Linked DNA regions of Cricetulus griseus: regions 1 and 3 are each linked to region 2. A link is a contact called in public Micro-C data. All regions are on one chromosome and are shown on one strand. The core of a region is the stretch at or near the end of the contact, and the rest is flanking DNA. Distances in the headings are between cores, read along the strand shown.

Evidence for each region. Hi-C and Micro-C count contacts between places; a contact is called where the count stands out from the background.
Region 1: a contact with region 2 is called in a Micro-C map of the CHO-K1 cell line, with 7 times the contacts expected there. The contact joins the promoter of Qki here to the enhancer-like site in region 2. A contact is called at or near these places in 5 of 8 Hi-C or Micro-C datasets (the CHK-Q cell line, the CHO-K1 cell line, fibroblasts and 1 more).
Region 3: a Micro-C map of the CHO-K1 cell line shows a contact between it and region 2, with 3 times the contacts expected there. The contact joins two enhancer-like sites. A contact is called at or near these places in 3 of 8 Hi-C or Micro-C datasets (the CHO-K1 cell line and liver).

The regions. Positions count from the first base shown.
Region 1 is chr2:290,488,676-290,493,060 of CriGri-PICRH-1.0, reverse strand. Qki (protein quaking) reads right to left here and starts at 2,367. Exons shown (of 8, transcript XR_003482378.2): 1 at 2,182-2,367.
Region 2 is chr2:291,000,708-291,005,601 of CriGri-PICRH-1.0, reverse strand. No RefSeq gene overlaps it. Among named protein-coding and RNA genes, the nearest start is that of Qki, 510 kb to the right of the region's middle. Within about 2 kb of position 2,696, at least 3 of the 6 cell types and tissues checked have open chromatin away from gene starts, as enhancers often do. A contact at or near this core is called in the CHO-K1 cell line and fibroblasts, where this site is marked.
Region 3 is chr2:290,308,982-290,313,385 of CriGri-PICRH-1.0, reverse strand. All of the region lies in intron 4 of Pacrg (parkin coregulated gene protein), which reads right to left. Among named protein-coding and RNA genes, the nearest start is that of Qki, 180 kb to the left of the region's middle. Within about 2 kb of position 1,490, at least 2 of the 6 cell types and tissues checked have open chromatin away from gene starts, as enhancers often do. A contact at or near this core is called in the CHO-K1 cell line, where this site is marked.

The DNA of each region.
Region 1 (4,385 bases), core at 1,118-3,617, 510 kb after region 2:
GACTAGCCCCTGTCCTGCAACATTTGCTCTGATATGATTAAAACAATCACACTTCCTATTCATTCTGAGGTCTATTGTAAACACACTACCTACAAGCATGGAAGTTCTCTGTATACTGGCCTAATGCAGACTCCTGAGTACAGAAGGCAGACTGAGGTGAAAGATGGAGAAAACAGGAAAAGGAAAGAAACAAATATTATTTTGAATACTGTAATCCTAAACTAGCTTTCTTTTACATTTGGAACACAAAGGGTTACTATTTCTAACTAGAGAGTAATAAACAAGCCTGTGCAGAAATAATGACATAATTGAAATTCCTCCAGCTGACTTATGCCAACCTCAAACTAAGGTGGTTATATCTGATCAGTCTGAAAGACTACATGAGCAGCCTTTTACAACTAATCGAGGAAACTCCTATAGTATTTCCAAACTTTTTATGATCTCAATATGTCACTTGAGTATACGGAGAACTTTAAGAATGCATATTAATCCATTTTAAATGCTGTCTAGGCGTGTAAGAGATTCCCCATACACTGTACTTTTAAAAAACTATAATTTTCATCATAAATTTCACAGTAATACCATGAAAACAACACACCAAGTGAAAAAATAACAGTAAATTAGGTGTTGTCTCTGAAATCACATTTGTGGATAAATAATGACAGGTGAAGTCACCTAAAATTTAAATTTCTACTGAACTTAATATAGGTCAGATTTTTAAGCATGCTAGACATTTTGTTCCAAACATTCCAAGGTTAAAAAAAAATAGCTGGCGCCCCTTAGCGCTCACATTTGGAAATACTCAATTGAAGAGTTCCAGCACACACACACCCTCCTTTTTTTTTTTTTTTTTTTTTTTTTTTTTTGACATTCCAGAAAGTTTTCTGCCTCCACAATCTTTCAAATGCCAACACAAATAGGCAAAACCCCTTAAAGGGGCAGCACAACTTTCCTCCGAGGCGTCTGAGACTAACAGACACGCGGACCCAAAAGTAGGAAATGTCCCTTTCGACTTGTTACTGTTGTATGCATGTTCAGGCGTCATAACTGAGCGCTTTCTGCCTCAAGTCCTGCCTATGGCTCCCCACCCAAAAGAAGCTCGCTCTTAGCTCGGAGGTATTCAAAGTCTTTTGTTCTTCCCTGATATGCCTGCTCCTTGAGCATAAATTTTGATTTCTCTAGCTGTATTTGAAAATATTTCGAGATTCTTCTCAAGATGCTAAAATCCACTGTTCATCCGCACATCAGCACAGTTTTCCGCTTCCTTCAGACAGCCCCCCGCCTGGAGACTTTTAAAAACAAAAGGGAAACTCCCCGCTACACGGTTTTCAAAGCGGACTTGTTGGTCCTCCTGCCCCACAGGCCGCCCCGGGAATCCGCGGAAACCCACGGCTCCTGGGAACTAACACTCCAGGTCGCTGCTGAGAGAAGTTCTTAGAGGACTGCCAGAGCTGACCAGCATGCATCTTCTAGCCACTCTTCGCTCCCTGCAGCGCTCCCAACTCGGCTTCTGCAAACTTGCGCTCTATTTTATTCCCGTCCTTTCAAACTTCCAGCTCCCCGCCCCAGGGACGCGGGCGGCTACGCCTGGAGCTAACCCTCCGCCCCAGTGAGTTCTTCCGAACTCGGATTCCGTTCAGGTCTGTCATCGCGGTATTTCATACTCCTCCCCCCGCCACCCAAAAAAAAAAAAAAAAAGTGAAGTTAAACTCCCAAACAGTTCTCGCTTCCCTAAACAAAGGACAAAAAAAGTGCTGTGCTCTGTGTCAGCTCGTGCTCGCCTTCGGCCACATAAGCACTACTTTTCGGTACCCTACGTAATCTGTGGACACCCGAAGAGTCCACTCCTGTACCGCGGGCCACACAACTCCACTGAGACGGGCACCCCCAGCCGGGGCCCCGCGGGCGAGGCGAGGCAGAGCTCGCGTGGCCCGGCCAGATCGGTCGGGATGGCGGGGTGTCTATCTGCCGCGCCGTCGGGAGCTGGCCGCAGCCCCGCCGCCCCGCCGCCCTGCCGCCCGCGAGCTCCGGGTCCGCCCTCGGGCCTGCCCCGGCCCTGGCCCCGACCCGCCGCGAGCCGCCCGCGCCGCCTTTGTGCGCCCGCCCGCCTGACCTTCCCGCCGCCCCGCCATCCCGGGCCGCCGCGCCCGCCCGCTCGCCCGCGGGGGTCGAGAGGCTCACCTTCGTCCAGCAGCCGCTCGAGGTGGTTGAAGATCCCGCAGAAGTTGGGCAGGCTGCTCATGAGCTTCTTGTCGTTCATCAGCTGCATCAAGTAATCTGGGGTGGGCTTCGGCTTCTCCTTCGTTTCCATTTCCCCGACCATATTCCAGGCTCCGCAGCTCACTCCGCCCGCGCCGCCGCCGCCGCGCGCCGCCGGAGGAGGAGAGAGGAGGAGGAGAGGAGGGAGGGGCGGGGCGAGCTCCGGCCGCCGGCCGCTCGGACGCGGCGTCCCGCTCCGCGCCGACTCCGCTCCGGCTCCCGCGCCGAGCCCCGGGGCGGCCGGCTCCGCGCGCCCGCCCGCCCCCCCGCAGGCACTTTCGCCCGGCCCGACGCGCCGCGGCCGCCGCTCCTCGGCCGCCCGGCGCGGCTCCCCTCGCGAGGCCGGCGGCGGAGGCGGGTCTCGGGGCCGAGCGCGGCGCGGGGCCGCTGCGCCGCGAGGAGTCGAGGGGCCGCTCGTCGGCCGGTCGCGCCGCCTGCGCCGAAGCTCGCGAGTCTGCGGTGCTGTCCGCCGCGGCGCCCCCGCGTTGCCGCCGCCGCCGCCGCCGCTCCGACTGCCGCTCCTCCTCTTCCTCCGCGGCTCTCCTCCTCCTCACTCACTTGGCGGCGGAGTTCGCCTCAGTTCAGGCGGCGCTGCCGGCGGCGGCGGGGGGAGGGGCGCGGGCAGGGCCGGGGGCGGGCGGCGGGCCGGGCGCGCAGGGCGGCCGTTACGGGGCTAGGCGCGCTCCCGCCCCCCGCCGCCGCCGGCGCCCCTGCCCCTGGCCGCTCGGGCGGGACGGACGGACGGCCGGCTGGTGGCCGAGGGCCGGGCCGCGGCTGAGGGGGACGCGCGCCGGCTGCGGCGGCCTGCGCGGGGCCGGGGTCGCGGCTGAGGGGACGCGGGCGGCGGCGCTGGCTCGTCGGCGCGCTGTTGCTGAGGCGGCGGGCGCGGTCGGGCGCGTCGGCTGAGAGGAATTCCGGCGGGACTATGCGCGGGCGCTGCGCTCGCCGCCGCCCTGGCCTCGCCTCTCGGCGCGTTACTATAGTTTGAGGGGATTTTTTTCTCTCTCTTTTTTTTTTTAAAACCTCTTCGTCCACCTTCCTCGCCACCCCTCAGGAAAAGAAAAAAAGGAGAATTTTTTTTTTTTTTAACGTCCTGTTGCTTCACTGGGGGCACTCTCGGGTGGGCATCACGTGGCCCGACACGTAGCCGTGAGGCCGAGGGCGCGTGCGCGCGTCGAGGGCTGTGGCCACGCCCCTTCCGAGGGTCGCCCCGCCCTATCGGCCGGAGAGCGCGCCTGCGTGGGGGGCGAGGGGGGGCAGCGGCGGTGGCCTCTGGACCGAGAAGCGGGCCGGAACCGTTCTGGCGCGGCGCCCACCCGGCGGGGCGGGCGGGGTGGGGGACCCGGCCGTCGGACCAGGCGCAGACGAGTCCGCATCCCGCTCGTGATGCCGGTGGGCGGCCGGCTGAGCTGGCGCGCGTGGGCGACCGCGCCGCAGCATCGCCCGCTGCGGGGCTCCCGTGAGGTGTCCCCGGGAGCCATACCCCACGCGTGACGGGCCTCGCGGCACCCGAACCGTAGGCGGAGACGGGACACGCGTGCGCACCCACGGGCAGGCGGGCGGCATGACGCGTGGTCCCGTTCTCCTCACGGCACGGCTGCGGTCGGAGAGGAGAGGAACCGAGCAGGGACCCAGCCTCCTCGGCTGCCGAGCCGCCCGCACGCAGAAGAAGGGAGCCTGTGTGTGAGGAGCTCACGTTCGGGTGGGATGGGGGGTGTGGAAAGAAAGAGTCAACATCTATTTCTGCGTACTGGGGGAGAAAGTAAAAAAAGCAAAAGCAGTGCGCCAGAAAAGGGCTTTCCGTGCACTGTGACGGAGTTCTGCCGTTTACATTTGTTTAGGAAACAATTTTCCGAACTGCAGCAGTGAAGTGCTGTGATTTATAGAAGCTGTCAGTCATTAAATCTGCATCATCCATGTTTTGTTGCAAGATCTTTATAACCGGGCTCCATGAAAATGCCGGCAAGGTTATCAGATCTGCCGTTTTGAGAGTTGTCCCTGGCTATGTATGATTTTCTGTGCATCATGTCAATGTATTTTAAATGTGAACGTAAGTAGGGTGGTTGTTGGTTTGTTTTGTTTTAACTTTGCTTTCCACAAATTCTAAAGAACATTGCTGAGATTAT
Region 2 (4,894 bases), core at 1,447-3,946:
CTCTTCTGACACCCACACAGCATGGATTTCCTCCAACACGACTCCTCCATTTGTCTCTTCTCCTTTAACATGACATATCATGTTTGTGTCATGGGAAAAACAAGGACTGGCAGCATGCAGCAATAAAGGAAGTTTTTCCACAGAGAGCAGAGGCCAGGAGAGAAAAAGAGAAGGACCCTGTGACCACAGTGTAGTCCTTGTGCTAAGGCAACCTGGAAGTCAGCATCTGGCTCCTGCTGAAGAGCCTCACCTCACCCCTGGGAGCCCAGGCTTTCCACAGTTCCTTTCAGATGGGTGAATTAAATATTCAGTACTCCATCATAGCATTGAACTGAACAGAATATACCTCTGGTTTCTATTTAAAGTGTATGTCTCCCACCCTCTCACCAATGTGTTTAGTGTTTGTGAAATGTTGGACATTGACAAGGTTTACAGTGTGCTGCATTTACGCATATATGGTGTGTGTTCCCTATCAATAATTCTTGGCTAGTTTCCTTACTTTTGGTTCATGCAGCCTGTCTGCCCCAGGGACCCCTTCCCTGTGTTCAGCTCCCTCGAATGAAATTCAAAGCCTGATTTCCCCACAGAAGTTTCCAAGGGTAACTTGGAACATCATTCTCTGTGGACATCTGTCCTCCAGGTTTGGGCTTGAGCCTAAAGCTCATCTCTCACAGCCACTTGCAGCTTCCCAAGATAGCCAGGTCAGGATTTAATCAGCCTTCTACAAATACAGTACACACGAGTCCACCATGGAAGCATCCCATGAGCTAAGCCTCTGCTTTCCAACAGTTGCATCAGCCATCAACTCATCGAGACCTGGGGCTCATTAGGCCAGGGCTCTGAATGGAAGCAAGATGTTTTATTAATTTTCCAAACCCAAATTATCTTTGGCAAATTTTGGAAGCTTTAATGTGCCCAAATGAAAGGTCACAAAGGTATGGCCTTGTGTTCTATCTTCATTTCTAGTAAGAACAGTCTGTATAGAGTCAGGAAATGTCCTAAGAGTTTAATGTAGTCTCCAAGATGAAGGCACAACGTTCATATGGCAGGTATTGGATAAGGATCATACAATGGTTCAGTAAACATTGGAGCCGGGCTCTCAGTCCAGCCTGAATCAAGAGGCTCCATACTTGCCAACCCCAAAGTGCCCCTTCCCATGCCCTCATCCCATTCCCTAACAAAGGTTCTTTAAGTTGGGTCTAATAGAAAACTCTTCTCCAGTAAAGAAAAAATTCAATTTCAGAGGAAAACGATGGTTAAAACTTACCCCAGGGGAACCTATTTCAGGCCTCCTCCTCTGTGGTACCCTCTGCTGCAGAGAGACACAACTTTTCTTCACAATAAACTTAACTTGCTTACTCTTCTTTAAAAATATATACAAATTCTCAGCCACATCAGAGATCTTGCAACTCCAGCCCTGTGCTCAATCTGAGGATGGACTGTGTGGATGGTGATGGCAGCTGTGGTGAGGTTGATGGTGAGGACTGTGTTGAAGTTCATGACTGATGAGGATGGTGGTGATGGCGGCTGTGGTGAGGGTTGGTGGTGATGGCGGCTGTGGTGAGGGTTGGTGGTGATGTTTGTTGGTTTGGTTCATCTGTGGTGATATAGTACCTTGCAGGTATTTGAAAACCGTGTGGTTGTAAATCAGAATCATTTCAGTGATGTCCATGAAACATTCTATCCAAATTGCCAGAAATCTGGAAGGTTTAGGACTGGCACAAGACCCATTGTCAGAGTTGAAGGCTCTCTCACCTTTTAGGACTACCCATTAAAACAGGCTGCCACCATAGGTCGCAATGCTACTCAACACTCAGGAAGCTAAGGCAGACAGTCATTCAAACTTGAACCCTACCTGGGTTACAAGATGAGTTTTAGGACAGTGTAGACTCATGTGGTCTTTAAAAAACAAATCCAAAGACGAGATTCTCCCAGTACAACCTCACAATCAAGTGGCCTCTAAGGTTCCTGCAGGAAACATGACTATGGGGATATAGTACAGAAAAACACCAAAGCTCCCAGGACCCCAGGCACTGGGCTTTAGAATCAGGGTGGTCCCAGTTGCCCTAAAATTTGTGGGGCCCTGCAGAAAGACGTTGCCAAGGAATTTCCTTAGGCATATCATCAAGTAACAAAGCAAGGAGGGGTACTTGGGAGGGTTTAGAAAGAGGACTGAGAATGGACAATGATACAATTGTATATCAAAAAGTAATAATAATTTTGGCTGTGGTTCCCTGGGCCACTAGGGGGAGCCAGGAGAATGCTGCCAAAGGGTTCTCAGGGTCACCAGATCTGGGGAAGAAACTGGGAACCAGTAGAACAGTGACTTTCTCACGTTCACAGCTTCACACTCCTCTGAGCCACTCTGGAATCATGTTGATCTGGTAGAGACAGGGGTGCTCACTGAAGACACCGGACCTTCCTGGGACCGCCAGCCTCAGTTCCAGGCAGCCACATGAGGTCACACATGGCTGACCATCAAGGACACAGACAGAGAGGCTGCCAGAGGCTATTCTCAGAGAGTTAGCTTTGGAATGGAGGTGACAGGTCACTGTGGTGTTCAGAGCAGGGAGGGACTTTGGGATTGAAACCTTAGCCTTAACTGTAACTAGGCAGTCTCTTGGATTTAGACTCTTCTAAGAGGGGGTGCAGAAGAATGCCCTGAAGGGAGAAGCTCCTGAATACACTCATTCCAGGGAAACAGCTCACATCTCCTGGGCAGCAAGCAGTGTAGCCTGGAGTTACAGCCAGCCGCTGTCACAGACTTGGGCCCCTGCAGCTATTTTCCTCATTCATTTCTCTAAGGAAAACTGCTGACACTATTTCCCAAGCCTTAATTATACATAATAGCTATCTCTTTAGTCAAAGGAAAGCTGAATGTAAACTCAAAACCATATTGACATTATTGACCCACCACGGCCCCACATGAGCCTCACATCTGCCTGCCAATATGACAGACACTCATGGGAGAAGGACACAAACGCTCCATGTCCTTGACGGGCAGCCTTCATTTCCACATCAGGCAGATTCCATCTTAGCAGATTTGTGAGGAGGAAGAGAATCAAGCTCCTGATAAGAAACTTGGCTTTGGACTTCCCCTTTCTCCTCAGTATCTTTCGAGTGACAAGCAAGAGCTACTGTGGCTCAACACTCTCTGCCTAGACAAATTCTAAATATGGATCTGCACATATGTACAGACTAGATTGAGCACACCAGAGGAAAACAAGCTGGCCATTACTCCTGTCCCCTCCCTCTCTGTAGGAATCATTCTGCTTGCCAACAAGGGGCTATGCTCTTTTTGCCCCAGGTCCTACTCTGCAAAAGGTGGCCAATATATTCCACCCTAATAACTCTGGTGCATTAGTGCTTTATCACCAGGGACTGTGGGATGGTGCTCTGTATGTTTAACCAAGGTTAGAGTTTTTACTGCAGGGCTATTTTCTAATGGTAAGCGTGCTTCTGGCCTTCATGGTTGTAAGGGAATCCAATGTCCTTCAAAGGGGAGAAGAGTAATATGTGCCCAGAAGAAATCTGGTTTCTCTGCTTAGGCCCTCAGCTGCCTTGGAGAGTCTGGGAAGACAATATTATGAGCTGTTCAGCAGCTGCTTCTGGCTTCTGTATACTCTCCCCATCCCTTCAGTCACTAGTGAAATTGCCATGCTACTGTTTCCTCGTTTCTGTCTCAAAATTATCTGTGACTGAGTATCCCCAACACTTCCCAGGAAGCACAGCTGAAAACAGAATATATGTGAAGAGAAGGGCTATTCCCTCACATGGCTAGAGAAGGTTTGACTAAATGACCAGAACAAAGGCTCTTAATTAGAGCTGGGGGTGTGGGGGGACGACGACGACGACGACTCAAACATTTGTTCTGGGTAAAATCAATGCTGGAAAACAAAAATTTTCTGCAATAGTTGTGTGATCCATACGTCCCAGAAGCAAACCACATTTGCTTGCAATCGTCTGTCTCTTCATTCACATTGTAAGGAATCTTGAGTGGCCAGGTCAGGGAGAGCAATGCTAATTTCTATGTAAAGTGAATGAATGCCTGAATGAGGGTTTAAGGATGACCTCTGTGGCAGTCCAGGCCAGTACTTGGACTGTGGGAAGCCTTCAGAGCTGGAACTTCCTTCTTTCTCATGGCTGCAACATGCACTAGGGTCTCACCGTGCTCAGCCTCAAACCACAGATGGAGGAAGAAGGGTGCAGATGGAGAAGGGCTTCCTAACCACGGATATAGAAATGATAGGCTCCACCTCTGCTTTCATGCCCACGGTTAAAAGACTGCTCATCAGATATCAAGTGTGCAGATGAGGCTGGGAAGTGGTGCCCCAACAAAGCAATCATTTCCCAGAGATTCATTTCAACCAGGTTAAGACAGGCTTTAGTTCCAAGGACAAACAGCAGTCTTTGTCATGTGGTTATCTGGTACTGGGCTGACTCTTTGAGCAACATCTATGACAATGGGAAATCCATTCCCCAACTGTGGAGCACGCAGGAATTTATAATTCTCCAGTACACATGATCGCCTGTCTGTCTCCATTTGTGAACAGATAACACTAAGTCTAAGAACATTTGTATACTGAATCGTATATATATATATATATATATATATATATATATATATATAGTCATGAAACCTCATACAACTCCTATCTTTTGACCTTGGTTCCAACTTCCTAGAATCATTTGGCTGTGTCTTCATCCTTTACCAGACAAGTCTTCAAAAGATGAGAGAGCTATGTGTCTCCTTTAGATGGCTAATTTTCTAAACATTCCCAGCTTCACATTGATTTCATTGCACTTACACTAAGATACTTACATAGTGATATTCAGCCCACACAAGACGTTTAGCTAATGGAGGCTGGAGGGACAGTTCAGTAATGGAGACCAT
Region 3 (4,404 bases), core at 241-2,740, 690 kb after region 2:
GCTGGGGGGGACCCATTTGGGTTAGCTAAACAAGGAGAAACCTGTGTGTTTTTTCTTTGGTCCTCTGTGTATAGCCATTGCTTTATCACGGCCAGCTGGCCATAGATGACATGAGTGGACTTAGTCACTCCTGTGAGGACTGGGGGGAACGCAGCGTCATATTTCTTGATTAATTTAGAATCTTTTCACCTTCAAAGAGCTGCAATTGTGCTGTTATTGATGTGGCATTGGGGGTAGACACCACCCTCTGCTGTAGAGTCAGGACACTGAGATCCTGGGAAACCTTCACCTCTCTGACCTTAGTTCTACCTCTAGGACAAAAGCAGGAATAGCCATCTCATAGGGTGAGAGGCTTTCCAATGGATGGTGATGCGTTTAAACTGCTCCTCACATGTCTGCCCTGAGTTAGCCTCAGCCAGTGCTGGCAACCGCGGCACCACTACCATTGTGTTGCATTTCTCTGTCTTCACTGTCAGGCGCCGGCTTCTTTCCCCACCTCTGAGATTCTTCCCTGGCACAGTCACACTTTTAATGCCATTTCATCAATCATATTTAATGCCATTTCATCAATCACATTACTTGTCATCCGATGGGTTCTTGACACAAACACCAACGCTTTATTTTGCTTAAAATATTATGGCCAATATTAAATTTTTAATCCTTTAAAACATCAAAACCAAACTAAATTGGTAGTTGTGCTGCTGGTAGTTGATACAAAAGTCTTCATGCTTTTTATTTCACAGAAAAGTCTGTCTAATCATTTATGAGGCTTTTTGTAAGGGGCGGTCCTTTAGTGTCTGTGTCACACGATGAGCTGGGAATTAGGAGCTATGTTATAAAGCAAGGAGGACTTTCTTGTAAGTGTTGGCTTCAGGTGAGAAGGAACAGAGGGTCTGGTTTCCTGGGGGGTGGGGGATGGAAAAGGTTCAGATGTGTGGAGCCTGCAGCCCATGAATCACACCTGTCTCAGGATAGTGTGAATGTTGCCAACACATTTGCCGATGACAACCTCATATTGTGATGTCAAAAGGTAGGACACCACTCCTGAACTGGTTTGAGATGGAGCAAGCCTACAAAAAAGCTTAGCTGACTTGAGAAAAGTGAAACAAACCTAGACAGCATGGGACATTTGTGAGAGACTCTGATGGAGAATAGTCATGGGGTGATTGTGAGAGACTGTGATGGAGAACAGCCATCGGGGTGAGGGGAGGACACAAGGACAAATGTGGGGGACAGACACTGTGCCTCCAGACAGGCACCTAGTTTTTGATCCTTGTTAGGTCTCAGGTTCTAAGGCAAGATAGGGTAAGATCTGTCCCTGAGGGGCCAGGTCAGTGATGAGTCCCGTAGGTCAACCCGCCAGGGATGGAAGATTGCCATCTACTGGTGTTTGTAGGAAACTGCAGGCACATGACCCTTGGTGGTGGGGGGGAACAAAAAGAAAGTCTGACAGTGAATCATCCATCAAGGCTGACTAAGTGGCTGGGGAATCAGAAACAGAAAGAGCCACGTTGAGCCCTTAGCGCTTAACAGTTTCAATGCATACTCTAGGGCGGCGGTTCTCAACCTTGCTGATGCTGCCATCCTTTATTACAGTCCCTCATGGTGTGGGAACTGTATTAAATTAAATACAGTTTTTTGTTTCATAAAATTATTTCGTTTTTTGTTTTTTTTTTTTTTTTTTTTTTTTTTAGACAGGGTTTCTCTGTGTAGCTTTGGAGCCTGTCCTGGCACTCACTCTGTAGACCAGGCTGGCCTCTAACTCAGAGATCAGCCTGCCTCTGCTTCCCGAGTGCTGGGACTAAAAGTCGTGTGCCACCAATGCCCGGCAAGAAAATATTTTTAAAGGAAACGAATGCTTCTCATTCTGAAGTCCTGCCATCTGAAGATGGCCACAGCCATGGCCATCAGTTCTCATTAGACGTTTGCCCAGGCTGACCCTGACACTAGCTTACAACTGGGCCATTAGCATGGTAATTTTTTGTCCTAAGCCACCAGCTCCCATTCCTCTGATCTCACCCAGCAACTCCTCTTCCTTCCTGTTAGGGGCTGAACTGTGTTCCTGCCTTAATTCCGAACCCCCGAGGGTTTGGCTGTACATGGAGGAGGCATGTTTAGTGAGGCACCAGAGGTAGAATGAGGTCTTTATAAAGAGGTAAGGGAGATCTTGGGGATGGCTACAACTGTGCTTTTAATACAAGATGTACTCTTTGCTGAGAACCCCGGTTTGGCTTTAGATATGGACCTGAAAACCAGGAATTAGAGCTGGGCTTAAGGAGAGTAATAGGCTAAGTCAACTGTGGTCAAAACCATTTTCAGCTTTTGTTTTTTTTTTTTAGATAGATAGCATGGTGCTTAAAGTGGAAGCTATTCAATGATTTTCATTGATGTGTCTGCTCTGTCTCTCTGTATCATAGTTCCAATGTCAATGTTGCAGACCCATGACCTGGAGTCACAAAGGGCTGAATCAGGGAGAGGGAACATTTGAGATCAAGTTCAGAGGCAGGCTATGAGAGAGTGTTAAAATGAAACAATCAATGAATGAAATTAATGTCACAAGAATAAGTACCGTGTTCAGTTGGGAACCTATGAGATCAATACTGGAAAGAGTACGACAGTTTTAATGATATTATTAGTGACAACAGCTAAGTTTTATGTCTCATTTAATAGTTTACAAGTCAATTTAACTTGAATTGTTATTGTCAAAAAGTAACTTTAGGAAAATGGTGGGGCTGGATTTAAAGAAGGTAGCAAGGGCTTGCTATGCAGAATCTACACATAACTCAATTTAAAGGCAAAGGCAAGCAAACAATACCAAATAATAATATGATTCACAAATGGGCAATTGGCTTAAACAGATAGTTTTCAAAAGTGGCCAAGAGGCAAATGAAAAAATATTCAACATCCCAATGGTCACAGAAACAGAAATAAAGACATGAGAAATCATCTCACAGTAGTTAGAATGGCTGTTAAGGATAACAAGAGCTGGTGACAAGGTGGAGGGAATGGAGCTAATAATTAATTATTAATACACAGTGTTGTTGGGAATGCAAATTAGTCAAGCATTGCAGAAAATATTATGGAGGTTCCTCAAAACATTACAGATAGGGCCAGCAGGATGGCTCAGTGGAAGAACAGTCTTATTCAAGCCTGACAGCCTGAGTTTGAACCCAGGGTGGAAGGAACAGACTCCCAAAGTTGTCCTCTGACTTCCACATTTGTACCATGGCGCACATACTATGGCATGTGTACCCAAACACACACATATACACATACATGCATACACACACCCCCCCCACACACACACTAAAGTACATTTCAAAATAGAGTAACTGTAATTCTACTACTGGACATTTAGCCAAAGAAAGTGAAATATATATTTCAAAGAGGCATGTGCACTCCTGCCTTCACTGTGGCACCATTCACAATTACCACCAAATGATGAATGAATGAAGAAACTATGGTATATACACCCTGGAGAAAAGACAGCATCTTCAAAAATGGTGCTGGTCAAGCTGATAGCTACATTTAGAAGAATGAAATGAAATCCTTATCTCTCACTTTGCACAAAACTCAACTCCAAATGACAGATGAGAAAGTACAGAATAGTTTGAACTCACTGGCATAGGAAGGGGTTTTCTGAACAGGACCATAGTAGCATAGGCATTAAATCCAACAGTTTGGGTCCTCATGAAACTGAAGTTGCTATTTGGCAAAGGACATTACCATTCAAGTGAAAAGGTAACTCATGGAATGGGAAGTAATTTGACAGAGGGGTAGTATACAGAATATACAAATAACTGAAAAGAAATCAACAAAACCAACAACCAAATTAAAAAAAATGCATCATGGAACCAAATAGAGAGTTCTCAAAAGATGAAATACAGAGTAAATTCATCTCTCAGCTCTCATCAAAGAAGCTTCTGTTTACAGCAGATGGTGACTAACACAGAGACCCACAACTGGCCAACGTGCAAAGAATAGGAGACTGAAGAGCTCTCGGCCCTAACTGGAACATATAGATTACACCCCTCATCCCAAGGCTCAGGAATTATTGAGGATGAGTGAAAAGAAAGAATGTAAGAGTCAGAGGTGGTGAATTTCAAGGAAACAGTGTCTTCTGGACACAGCAGGGCAGCTGCACATATGAACTCACAGTAGTTGTGACTATAGGTATGAGACCTGTATAAGCCCAAGCCAGACCAAATACCAGCATGGAGAGGGAAGTGAGAACTAAATCCCACTATAAATCTATAAAATACAGATTTTATTATCTATGAAATCTTTTATATATAACTATATATAAAAGAAGCAAATGTGATACTATTCAACCACAAACATGAACTCACACAATGTGAAGTTGAAATGAGCCCAGTATTGTATGTTTATACTAATATGGAGAAT